Linked DNA regions of Mus musculus: region 2 is linked to region 1. A link is a contact called in public promoter capture Hi-C data. All regions are on one chromosome and are shown on one strand. The core of a region is the stretch at or near the end of the contact, and the rest is flanking DNA. Distances in the headings are between cores, read along the strand shown. Region 1 holds the start of Cse1l (chromosome segregation 1-like (S. cerevisiae)). Region 2 holds the start of Ptpn1 (protein tyrosine phosphatase, non-receptor type 1).

What was found. Promoter capture Hi-C pulls out the DNA fragments that hold promoters and counts their contacts.
Region 2: a promoter capture Hi-C map of erythroid cells shows a contact between it and region 1, with 9 times the contacts expected there. The contact joins the promoter of Ptpn1 here to the promoter of Cse1l in region 1. A contact is called at or near these places in 1 of 39 promoter capture datasets (erythroid cells) and 1 of 115 datasets of contacts at active chromatin or transcription factors (pancreatic cancer cells).

The regions. Positions count from the first base shown.
Region 1 is chr2:166,903,021-166,909,171 of GRCm38.p6, forward strand. It overlaps Cse1l (chromosome segregation 1-like (S. cerevisiae)), which reads left to right and starts at 3,076. Exons shown (of 25, transcript NM_023565.3): 1 at 3,076-3,157. It overlaps Gm31204 (a long non-coding RNA gene), which reads right to left and starts at 4,274. Exons shown (of 3, transcript XR_866966.3): 1 at 2,559-4,274.
Region 2 is chr2:167,929,996-167,936,146 of GRCm38.p6, forward strand. Ptpn1 (protein tyrosine phosphatase, non-receptor type 1) reads left to right here and starts at 2,332. Exons shown (of 9, transcript NM_011201.3): 1 at 2,332-2,561. The coding sequence starts at 2,499.

The DNA.
Region 1 (6,151 bases), core at 1,826-4,325:
GACAGGGTTTCTCTGTGCAGTCCTGACTGTCCTGGAACTTTCTCTGTAGACCAGGCTGGCCTTGATAAGGATTAAAGGCGAGTACCACCACACCCAGTTCTTCACTTTCTTTTGAAACTAGCCAATGGAGAAGTGTGAGGTCAGACACCAGCCAATGGAGGAAAGACCTGACCGATCGTCGCCTACATCAGAAAATGCTCTTCCATGTTTCTGAGCAATGCACTCTAGAATCTAGAACAAATGTTCTCACCATGGGGCTCACCTAAGAACATTGGAAGACAGTTACTTACGTTATATTATTATGTTAATAATAGGAGCAAAATTACAATTATGAAGTAGCAACAAAAATAATTTTATGGTTGGGGGGGTCCCCACAACATGAGGAACAGTATGAAAGGATCCCAGTGTTAGGAAGGCTGAGGACCACTGCTCTAGTCCAGGGTCTAGGTCAAAGTAAAGTCTTGCCCTGTTGAGACATTTCAACTGGAATAGTGGTCTCATTCTTTAGAACTTTGAACTTATTTCTAACAAAATCCAGGGCCTTACCAGCCGGTGGTGGTACACGCCTTTAATCCCAGCACTCAGGAGGCAGAGGTAGGCGGATTTCTGAGTTTGAGGCCAGCCTGGTCTACAAAGTGAGTTCCAGGACAGTCAGGGCTATACAGAGAAACCCTGTCTTGAAAAACCAAACAAACAAAAAAAATCCAGTGCCTTGCTTGTACTTATACACGACATTTCACCTATACGGATGTGCATACCCAACACACAGGGAGGGGCAGGAGAGGTGCTCCTCCATGGGTGAAAGCACTGGCTGCTCTTCCAGGGGACCCAGGTACTGTTTCCAGCTCCCATGTGTCACCTCCAGCTCTGTGGGAAACAGCGCTCTCCTCTGGCCTCTTTGGGCACTGCATGCATGTGGCACACAGAAAAGAAAAAAACCTTAACATTAAATATACATATATTTGGACTAGAGAGGTGGCTCAGAGGTTAAGAGCACTGTCTGCTCTTCCAGAGGTCCTGAGTTCAATTTCCCAGCAACCACATGGTGGCTCATAACCATCCACAATGAGATCTGGTGCCCTCTTCAGGCATGCAGGCATACATGCGGGCAGAATATTGTATACGTAATAAATAAATAAATCTAAAAAAAAATTACCTAGCAACAGAGCCTGGTGGTGGTGGCAGTGGCACATCTTTAATCCCAACATTTGGGAGATGGAGTCAACCAGATCTCTGTGAGTTCGAGACCAGCCTAGTCTACAGCTCTGTCTTCCAGGACAGCGACAGCTACACAGAAAAACCCTGTCTCGAGAAGTCATAAGCAAACCAAACCAATCAAACAAAAAACCCCAGAACATCTTTACTGAGCAGCTGGGGTGTGCTGAGTGTTGGAGGCACGGCTATAAAGAAGAGCAGTAAGACTTAAGCTCTTGTGTAGAAGAAACACAAGAAACTCACACGCCTTGCAGACAGCATGAGGAGGAGGGCTGAGGGTAGAAGCACTTGCTGCCAAGACTGAGGGCCAGGGTTCAATCCCTGGGACCCACAAGCTGGTGAGACCTGACCTCACACAGCTACCATGGCACCCACGCACCCCTCCTGTTACATAAATTAACTCAGGATGATAGAATGAAGTCAAGCCAACCAGGTAAGATACAGAAAACCCAGTTTAGGGCTGGCGAGATGGCTCAGTGGTTAAGAGCACCGGCTGCTCTTCTGAAGGTCCTGAGTTCAAATCCCAGCAACCACATGGTGGCTCACAACCATCCGTAATGAAATCTGATGCCCTCTTCTGGAGTGTCTGAAGACAGCTACAGTGTACTTACATATAACAAATAAATAAATCTTAAAAAAAAAAACAGTTTAATGAGAACCTTACATAAACAATGCATGCTTTTGAGGGTAAGCGTTCCCATGAAGTATCGATTATGAAAATGAGTGTTTGTGACCTGGAATTCATGGCAAGCTAGGCAGCCTGTCCTTTACTGGCTAAAACGCAAAGTGAGCCAGCTACTCCTGGACCCAGAGACAGGAAGGAACACATATCAGTGCAGTAAAGTGGGGTAAGCTTGTAGCAGAGAGGAACAGAGAAGGCAAGCTAAGCTGGCTTCTTCAGCCCGGTCTTACTACAGAACACTAGGCTTCAGTCTTGATCAAAAACCTGCTTCTAGACCTTCACCTTTCTTTGCTTGCGAGGCGTACAGTCACACAACTGTCTCCTGGCTTTTGAAAAGATAAGATTTCTCTTGTTCAAGGGTCAAATGAACATCCCAGTTACCTTTAAGTTGCCACCAACTACATCGTCGTCTGAAAAAAAAAATTTTTTTTTGAGAAAGGATCTCACTGTGTAGCTATGCCTGGCCTCTGTGTAGACCATGCTGGGCTTAAATAAATGGCGATTGTCTTGCTTCTGCCTCCCAAGTGCCAAGTGGTAACAAGCATGAGCCATCGCCTTCAGCTTCTGAAATCATGTGTGTGTGAGTGAATGAATGTGGGTGTCTTCATCCATTGCTCTCTTAGTTTTCAAGGCTGGATCTCTTATGGAAACAGAAGCTCACCAATTAGCTAGACAGGCCGGCCAGTAAGCCCCAGCGATCTTCCTGTGTCTGCCTCCCCAGGTACGGAATTGTAGTCAGGCTGGCTTTTATGTGGGTGCTGGGGATTCGAACTCCCGTCTTCTTCCTTGCGCAGCTATCACTTGCTTAACCAAGCGTGCTATCCCCTAGCTTGAAATTCTTACTCATTCGTTTATTCTATTTGTCCTAGAACAGACGCTCTGCTCTGTCCCTTCGCTCAGGCGTGAACGAGCACGTTCCATCCAACAGTTAGAAGCCACTAGGAGCCACTCGCAGAACCTGCTAGGGTCTGAGGAAAGAAACCCAAAACAGAAGCCTGCGTCAAAAGGCACGGTCTCTTGTGACGTCACCGCAGACCCGAGCAATGGTTCCGATTGGCCCTCGCAGCCGGGGTGGGGCCAAAGCATTCCTGGCTCCACCCCGCGTCCCGGTCTCACTCGCACATGCGCAGTGGCCGCCACCTTAGCCGCCGCGCCATTTTGCCAGGGTTTGAATGTGAGGCGGAGCAGCGGCTGGAGTGGGGTAGTGTCGGCTGCAGCTCTCGCTTGGGATTCCCTCCTCGGTCTCGGCGTCCCCACGAGGTGAGGCATGGAGCGAGCAGGGTGGCCGCGGGGACGCGGCTGAGGGAGGGGCCGATCGCTGGGAGGTGGATCTGGGCCTCAGCCCGAGGACGCGCGCCTGGTCTTCCCCGCACGCCGCCTCTGGGTCGGGCCTGACCGCTCCGGGAAGCTGGGGCAGCTTGGGGCTCGGCCTCACGCGAGCTTCTCGAGCTCCCGCCCCTTCCCTTCCAGCGTTGCTGGGATTGGTCGCGCCGCCGCGTAGGCGTCCGCGGATTGGTCAAGCCCGCGCGTCCGTTCTCGGCGCGCCGGGGCCCGCAGCGTGAGCGCTGTTCCGCGCCGAGGCCTGACCTGGCCGAGCCGGTCTGGGTCCCTGGTTCTAAAAGAGGCCGGAGATCGCCCACTCTGACTTCGCGGGGCTTTGGCCTCCGCCAGAGTGGACTTGGCCCTCGGGTTTCAGCTGGCTGTGACGTTCGTGTCCCTAGGACCTAAGGAACCTACAGGCGAATGGTGTTCCCCTGCCTGGGGCTCGCCGGCTTTCCAGTTAGATAATCTGTCCCCACGCACACTCCGTCTTTCCCTAGGAGTGTAATTCAGAGCTAGTCCTTGCCTCTCTACGAATTTCCTAGTTTTTAAATAATTAGGTGATGCTGGGCGTGGAAACCGTGCTCCCTCACGTGTTGAACAATCTCTTCCACTGAAATGGCATTTTTACCCTCTCCTCAAACTTACGATTCTTCACTTGCATATTCGGTTAAGTGGCTTGAAGGTTCCGCTGACTGCAGGCTGTGTTTCCCAGAGGGCTCGCCTGAACTGCTGACCATGGCCATTCGTCTCTCCATAAGCACTGTCGCCTCCATGACCGGCTCTTTTAAGTATTCATAGTCCCGTCCTGTATGCTAAGTCCCCAGCTTTCGTGATGTTAGAAGCAGCTGACCTCAGATCTTGGCGGGGCTGCCTCCCTCCCTGCCTTTCAAGTTCCCTTCTTAGGGAGGAGTTCTCAGTTCTCACTGCGATGGCCACATCACCCACGTTTATGTGTCCTGTAGCATTGACCTTATATGTAGTAACTACTGCTTGTTTCTCACGGTTCTCATCTGCTCTGAGTTATCTTTAAGGATAACTTTTTATTGCTGGGTCCCATGTATGAGAGCCACATGGTGAATGCTCTGTTATTTTATGAAGACATGGAAGGTATCTGTCTGTCTGTCTATCTATTTATTTTGGATAAAGGGTCTTTCATAGCCCAGGCTAGACTTAGAGCGTTATCTTTCTACAAGTGTAGGCTACCACACTCAACTCTTCTTCACTTTTCCATTTGTGCAAAGGAATTTTCTCCCCTCTGGCTGTTTGGTGTTCTAGTTGGGCTTTGGGAAGCCAGTCTCTAGACAGGAATTGGTTGAGAGAGCAGTGCTTTTAACTGTGGAATTGATTTATTGCCTTATTTGTTTAATATCTCATTCTATGAAACCCTGGGAATATAGTGAAGAATCACAAGTGGACAAGGTGTCTCTCTTTAGGGAGCTCACGTTCTAATTGGAGGAGTCCGTGAGTGAGTTCAGGTATTTCAGGTCGTGACAGAGGTGACAGGTGAAGAGGTGGCGTTTGAGCAGAGACTAACCAGGGAAAGGTGAGGTGAACAAGAAACAAAAACTCAAGGACAGAAACTCACTTGGAATTCGGGGCGTCTTAGGAAAATCCAAGTCAAGTGGTGGGAAGAAGAGCTGGTGCAGGACTTTGTGGCCGTGTAAGTTTGGGTTTGATACAGAGTGGAAGCAGAGAAATGATGTAGGGACTCAGGTTACTGCCCAGACTCCTGTTGTCTTGAAGTGTGCTTAGTAACTGTTCTTTTTTTTTTTTTTTTTTTTTTTTTTTTTTTTGTGGTGTATGGGGGATATAACTCCCCCCTTTTTTTTTTTTTTTTTTTTTTTTTTTGATTTATTTTATTATTATATGTAACTACACTGTAGCTGTCTTCAGACACACCAGAAGAGGGAGTCAGATCTTGTTACGGATGGTTGTGAGCCACCATGTGGTTGCTGGGATTTGAACTCTGGACCTTCGGAAGAACAGTCGGGTGCTCTTACCCACTGAGCCATCTCACCAGCCCCAGTAACTGTTCTTTTAAAAAAGCCAAGGGTAGGGTGAGCAAGATGGATGGATGGAAAGTAACCCTAAGTGACCCCTCCCTGGCCTGACAACTGGGTTCCCTGGGACCCCAGTGCTGGAAGGGGCGAGCTGACTCCTGCACGTTGTCTTCTGACTTTCACACATATGCTGTGGCACATGTGCATATAATAAATGCCTATAGTAAAATCTCGGGGAACAGGAGAGGTGGCTCGGTAGTCAAGAGCATGTATTGGTCTTGCAGAGGACCCAAGGGTGGTTTCCAGTACCTACAGGTGGGCCAGAATTGCCTATACCTCTAGCTCCAGAGAATCTGATGGCCCCTAGCTTCCATCGACTCTTAGGTATACATACAGGCAGAAACATATACAGATACACATAAATTTGTAAAAAACTTTTAAGGTGGGAACAGATGTTAAGTTAATCTCTTGATGTATTGTTAATTTTCATTTATTGAGTTCCTTTCCCTCTTCCCAGATGCAAGGAAGGCCTCAGAAATGCTTCTCTTAGTGAGGTTGACAAAAAGACAAGAGTCTTGGACATTTTATCATGGGCGTTTGTGAGATGTTTGGGGAAAAGTATTTGTTCCCAAAACCTTCATTTTCATCTGAGGGCCCATAGGAAGAGGCTAGGCTTTCCGCTACTCAGGACTTTGAAAAGGTGTTAATGTTCTATGTGTGAGTGTTCACCTATATGTCCTTTTTTTTTTTTTTTAAAGATTTGTTTATTTTATGTGTATATACAGCTATACAGATGGTTGTGAGCCTTCAGGTGGTTGCCGGGAATTGAACTCAGGACCTCTGGAAAAGCAGTTGGTGCTCGTAACCACTGAGCCATCTCTCCAGCCCAAGATTGTCCTCTTACAACAGTTCTAAGTCATCTGGGAAGAGG
Region 2 (6,151 bases), core at 1,082-3,581, 1.0 Mb after region 1:
TAACCTGTGGCGCACATATAACTAATTTTAATGGGGGGGGGGGGAATGAAATCTACCTGTTTGCTACTACTTGAAAAGTGACTGAGCCCCTTGATACAGTAAGCCCCTCCCACGAGGTAGGCAGTCTTATCTTTCTTTCACAGTGGAGAAACCCAAGGGATCCACCACAAGCACATCTACTCCAGGCTGCATCCAGTCAACTCCACTTGCTCAGGCCCAGAGATTTACTTATTATTATAAATAAGTACACTGTAGCTATCTTCAGACACACTAGAAGAGGACATCAGATCCCATTATAAATGGTTGTGAGCCACCATGTGGTTGCTGGGATTTGAACTCAGGACCTTCGGAAAAGCAGTGCTTGTAACTGCTGAGCCATCTCTCCAGCCCTGCATCATGGGTCTTAGACCCCAAGTCTAGAGCCCTCAGAAGCCTGGCTCCTATGCAAGATATCCTCCGACCTGGAACCCAGCCTCCCTTCCCATTTGCAAGACTGCTTTCTTTGTGGCTTTTTGAGACAGGGTTTCACTATGTACCAGGAATTTGCCGTGTAGACACAGTTAACCTCGAATTCTCCACAATCCTCCTGCCTCAGCTTCTCAAGGGCTAGGATTACAGACATGTTTAGCTGCTAACCCTGCTTGGCAATGCTGCCTTGGACAAGGGCTTTGTCTGTGTGCTTTGCTCTTGGCAGCTCTAAGATGGGAATCAAAATGCCTCTGTGAGGGGGGATTGTGGAGAGTAAATGAACATGGGCCCTTTTGCCTACCTCAGTACCCTTGGAGCAAACTGGAAGTCACTCTGTCACACCAGGAGCTGGCACTGGGCACAGGACACGGCTCCTACCTATGTCTCCCTTTCTATCCCAGAATGGAAGTTTACAACTCCATGTTCCAGTTACATTTCCCCAGGGAAGGCAATCCCATCCTTCACACATACTTCAAGGAACCCAAGCATCGGAACCAACATTCAGTGCTCACCCTGGGCAGTCTGAACAAACCACAGAATCTGCACCCAGATGACATCAGAGAGGAAGATTTTTTTTTTCTTTTAAACATGTTTTTAGATTTATTTGTATGATGGTTTTGTATGCATGTATGTACAGTAGTATGGTATCACATGTATACCCTGTGCCCTTGAAGGTCAGAAGACGGCCTGAAACTAGAGTTAGGATGGTTATGAGTCACCAACAAACCCCAAGGAAGATTTTTTCCCTTTTGGTTGTTTTTTTGTTTTGAGAAGGGGTCTCACTGTATAACTGGCTGTCCCGGAACGATGTAGACCAGGCTGGCCTGGAACTCAGAGACCCCTTGCTTCTACCTGGAGAGTTTAAAGGCAAGTGCCACCACATCTGGTCAGGATTTTCTTGATACTGGAGAAAGACAGAAAACTAGCACCACATGTCCCATCCGTTCATTCTGCCAGGGTAAAAACTCTTATGGACTTTCCCAAGTTTCATGAGAGCAGAGTGGCCAGCTGGGTGTTAGCACCTGTCCAAAACTCCGGAGACTGAGGCAGGCAGATCCAGAGCTGGAGGCTGGCCTGGGTTACGTAGTGAACTCCAGGCCAGCTCGGGCTATAGAGTGATTCGTTGTCTAAAACGAACACTCTGCTCGCTGGGATGTGGCCGGAGTAGGTCCTAGCATGCACGGAGCTCTGGTTTATCCCCCGCAATGCATGTCTGTGATTCCAAGACGTGGGAGATGGAGGCGAGAGGATCATCCTTCGCCTGACAGCAAATAAGAGGTTATCCTTGGCCTGACAGCAAGTGAGAGGCCAGCCTGGAATATCGTGACCCTGAGTTAAAAATAAAGAACGGAGCCCGAAGTGATGGCACACACCTTTAATCCCAGAACTCGGGAAAAAGGCAGCCGGATTTATGAGTTCGAGGCCAGTCTTGGTCTACAGAGTGAATGTGAGGACGTCCAGGGCTACGCACAGAAACCCTGTCTGGAAAAACCAAGACAAAAAGGAAAAAAAGAAAAAAGAAAAACAGACCGGGACAGGAAACGCCGCTCCCACTCAACCGCCCAGCTCGAGGCCACGCCCTCGCCGCCTGACTCAACCGGCGGGCTTGAGGCTCGAACTCAGGATACTCCCCGAGTCCCGCCTCGGCCCACGCGCCGTGGGCGCGCCGCCGGGGGTCGCTTGGGCAACGGGCGCGCGCCCTCCGGAGCGCGGAACCCGGGAAGCCGCACGCGGCGCGCGCAGCAAGTCTGCTCCTCGGGTTCGGGCCTCGTCCGCGATGCCCCGCCTACCGCTCCGCCCCCGCGGAAGTGCCGGCCGCCTTTTCGCTAGCTGACTGGTCCTCCCGTACAGAGGGCGGAGCTCGCGGTGAGGCGGGGGTGCGTACTTCCGGCTGCCGGCTTGACATGCAGAAGCCGCTGCTGGGGAGCTTGGGGCTGCGGTGGTGGCGGGTGACGGGCTTCGGGACGCGGAGCGACGCGGCCTAGCGCGGCGGACGGCCGTGGGAACTCGGGCAGCCGACCCGTCCCGCCATGGAGATGGAGAAGGAGTTCGAGGAGATCGACAAGGCTGGGAACTGGGCGGCTATTTACCAGGTGCGGAGCCGGGGGCCCCTAGGCCGCGCCGTCTCCCCGACCCTCCCGGCTCGGGGGACTCCTGTCGCGCATCCTCGTCGCCCTAGACCCCTCTTGGGGTTCGCGGCCCCTGCGACACCCCCACTCGCCTCTATCTCTCCGCGGTCCCTGTCATCTTCGAGCTCCCCCCGCAAACCCGACCCCAACATGGCCCAGCCACCCTTTGTCCCCACTGGTCCACACCCCTGCCGCTTCCTTGTCTGGACTGGACCACCTCAGGCCCTCTTCCTTTGTCTCCTGGGGAGGAGGGTGGGCTCGCCGACACCCCCGCCCCCTCACATTTCACTTCCTCGGGCCTCGGTGTGCGGTGGTGGAGGCCCGGGGATGACAGCCCCCTTACTCCTTCCTGTCCATTCATTTGTTAGACGTGAGCTGGAGGGTCTCTTCGGTGCTAGGCTTTGGAGCTGGTGTGTATTGAACGCCACCGTAGACCTAACCTATCCCCCCCCCCCCGAGAGGCTATAGTCACACAGACATTCAAATACTGATCATTGCATCTGGTGACAAGTGTTGAGAAGAGAAAGACCTGTTCTGGTGGAGGGTGACTGTACGCAAAGGGGCTGCCTTGTCTAGGGCATCACCGGCAGGGCTGCTAGCGGCTCGACAGGGAAGGAGACTTGCTCTTTGAATAGACCAAGGAGTGACAAGCCATGAGGTTAGGCGACTAACTAGGGGGACACAGAACCCATTCCTATAGCTGCCTGACCCTCTCCAAATGGCCTCTTTCTTTTGTCTTTTATCCTTTGACCGTGAGCTGAGATGGTTTCTGTTTTCTGTGATCCGGTCCACTTGAGGGGTTCTGGTGGTTCATTAAAAAAAAAAAAAGTATTATGAAAGTAGGGTTCTCCCCCCCACCCCCCGCCATGTATGAAACAGTGAATTGAAAATGCAAAGATGTCTTTGCAAGCAGCTAAGTCCTCTAAAGAAAACAAATCTTCCGATTAAATGTCAGTGCGGGGGTTGTGAGGATTAACCATACTCGCCAGGCATCTTAAATAAGCATGTGCAAAATAGATCCTGTTCCTCGGGTAAAGAGAGCAGGCGGTTTATTCTGCTTTCAGCTTCTAGGTTCAAAAGACAGCGGGTGAGACCCATCAGCTGGAAATTGAAATCTATTTTGAGCTTCACTTAGGAAAGTAGGCACCCTCAGGCTGTTGTTTGGTGTTCTTGACTGACAAAACCTTTTTTGGGGGGTTGCCTTGGTTTCCAGATTCTTTGACAGGGTTCTTTTTACTTGGGCCTCGGTGTGCTCGTCAGCTTTTTTGGGGGGCAGATATTTGTAGCTAGTGTAATCTGTGTCAGTCGAGCGATCAATTGTAACATTTGTATTGCACGTCTAGTCTATGAATTGGCTGGACAGATTCCACTAAGGAGTCAGGTCTGTGGGCAGATTTTCTGTATCAGATTAAATGCAAGGGGATCCCAGTGTAACAACAGCACGTGAAGATTGTTCTGTAAGCCACTCTGATGTGTGGAGGTTGTTGGCTAAACAGACCGTCCCAAGTGGAGACCGTTGAATCTTTAGTACTGAGACAGACTTATTTGGTAACAAATTGGCATCATTAATAAGTTATGGTAGAATGTGGTTTTTTACGCTTTTAGGTTAGAGTGGCCTGCCCCGACATCTAAGCCTTGTTAAAGCTGGCGCAGAGTGGGCTGGCTTTGAAATCTGTTTTCTTCATTCTTCTCCAATTTCTCCTCCACACTTAAGCCCCACACGTTAGTAAATTGCTAGTAATAGTAATAGTAAGCCCCACAAGTTAAGTACGATGCCAGGGTCCGCACAGCCTGTTCACAAGTGCTTGTGCCCTTGGTTCCCCAGTGTGAAGGTTTTATGTTCTCTCTCTCTCTCTCTTCTTTTTGTTTTTTAGAGATAAGGTTTCTCTGTGTAGCCCTGGCAGTCCTGGAACTTGCTCTGTAGACCATCTGGCTGGCTTTGAACTCAGAGATCAGGCTGTTTTTGTTTCTGGAGTGCAGGGATTAAAGGAGTGTGCCACCCTGCATATTTGTAGTTTTGAAGATGGTTATGGAAGTGCTCCTGTTTTACATTTTAAAAGTAGCCTTTTGACTTACAGTTGTGAGCATTTTGTTGTTGTTTTATTTTGTCTTTTTGCTTTTTGCTCAAGACAAGGTTTCTATATGTAACAGTCCTTGGCTGTCTTGGGGCTCCATTTGCAGACCAGGCTAACCTCCAACTCAGAAATCTTCCTGCCTCTGCTTCCAGAGTGCTGGGATCAAAGATGTGTGCTTCAATTGTGCCACTTTTTAAAACCAGTATTTGAATGACCTTGAGTGAATGACCTAAAGCTGTTTTTCTAATATAAAGGATAATTTCTCTAAACCTTTTGTTTCAGCTTAAAGAAAATATGTTTACGATTGGTGGAAAATAAAAGGGTTGAGTTGTTTTTTTTTTTTTTTGGTTTGGTTTGGTTTGGTTTTTGGTTTTCCGAGACAGGGTTTCTCTGTGTAGCCCTGGCTGTCCTGGAACTCACTCTGTAGACCAGGCTGGCCTCCAACTCAGAAATCCTCCTGCCTCTGCCTCCTGAGCGCTGGGATTAAAGGTGTTTGCCACCACTGCCTGGCAGTTTTTTTGTTTTTTATTTTTGTTTTGTTTTGTCTTGTAGTAAGTGTGTGACAGCGTGTCATAGTGGGCAGCCTTATCAGAAGTCCTGTTTGAGCTTGTCCTAGTTGAGAGCATGCAGCTTTGCTATGGCTGTACAAGCAAGGCAGCAGAATCATTTCCTTATTCTAACTCATTTTCTACTCAGACCAAGAAGGTCTACAAACTCTAAAACAAATGGGCGAAGACCAAAAGGTGAAGCAGACGTTTGAGATCTGGGGAAGATGGCAGTGGAAGAAAAACACCCCTGAGCAGCACACCTTCTGGGAGGAAGCCTGGGTGCTTTTTAATCTTTACTGTTAACAGGTGACGGATGATATAGGTCTGTAGAGTTGCATTTGTTTGCATATGGAAATGGCTGTAAGAATAGCTTTCTCTCTTTGAGCATTTGCAAAGGAATGGTAAGACTAAAGGAGCAGTGTGTAGAGGACTGGTCAGAGAAGAGACTGGCTTAGCCAGCCCAGGGAGAGAAGATGCTTGACCAGACGGAAGGGCTACCTAGGGACTCTGGCCTCCCTCAGTGTGGCAGAGGTGCTTACTGGTCAGGTTTGGCTTTTTCTTACTGTTCAGTCCTTTGATTCTGCCACTTTCAGTGAGTGATTTGTTTTGGATAATGAGCATCTCCCACCCCAGTAGCTCCTGACTTGAAGGCAAGACAGCTCTGCTGTAGATGGCTTTTCTAGCTGATATGTGTTATAGCTGCCTTCATTCTGAAATAGAACCCAGTGCCTGATTGGTTTAAAGTCCTGTAGTGTCAGTAATGCCCTAAAATTCCTTACTGGTATAGAGTTGATACTGTCACGCTCCAAGAGATGCTCTTACAGTATTGGACACCACTGCTTCAAAGCTGGGGAAACTATACTTTGTGCAGAAGAGATCAAGACACCATGACTCATTTTGATGGGTGGGGGTTGGGGTATAGAACATAGAG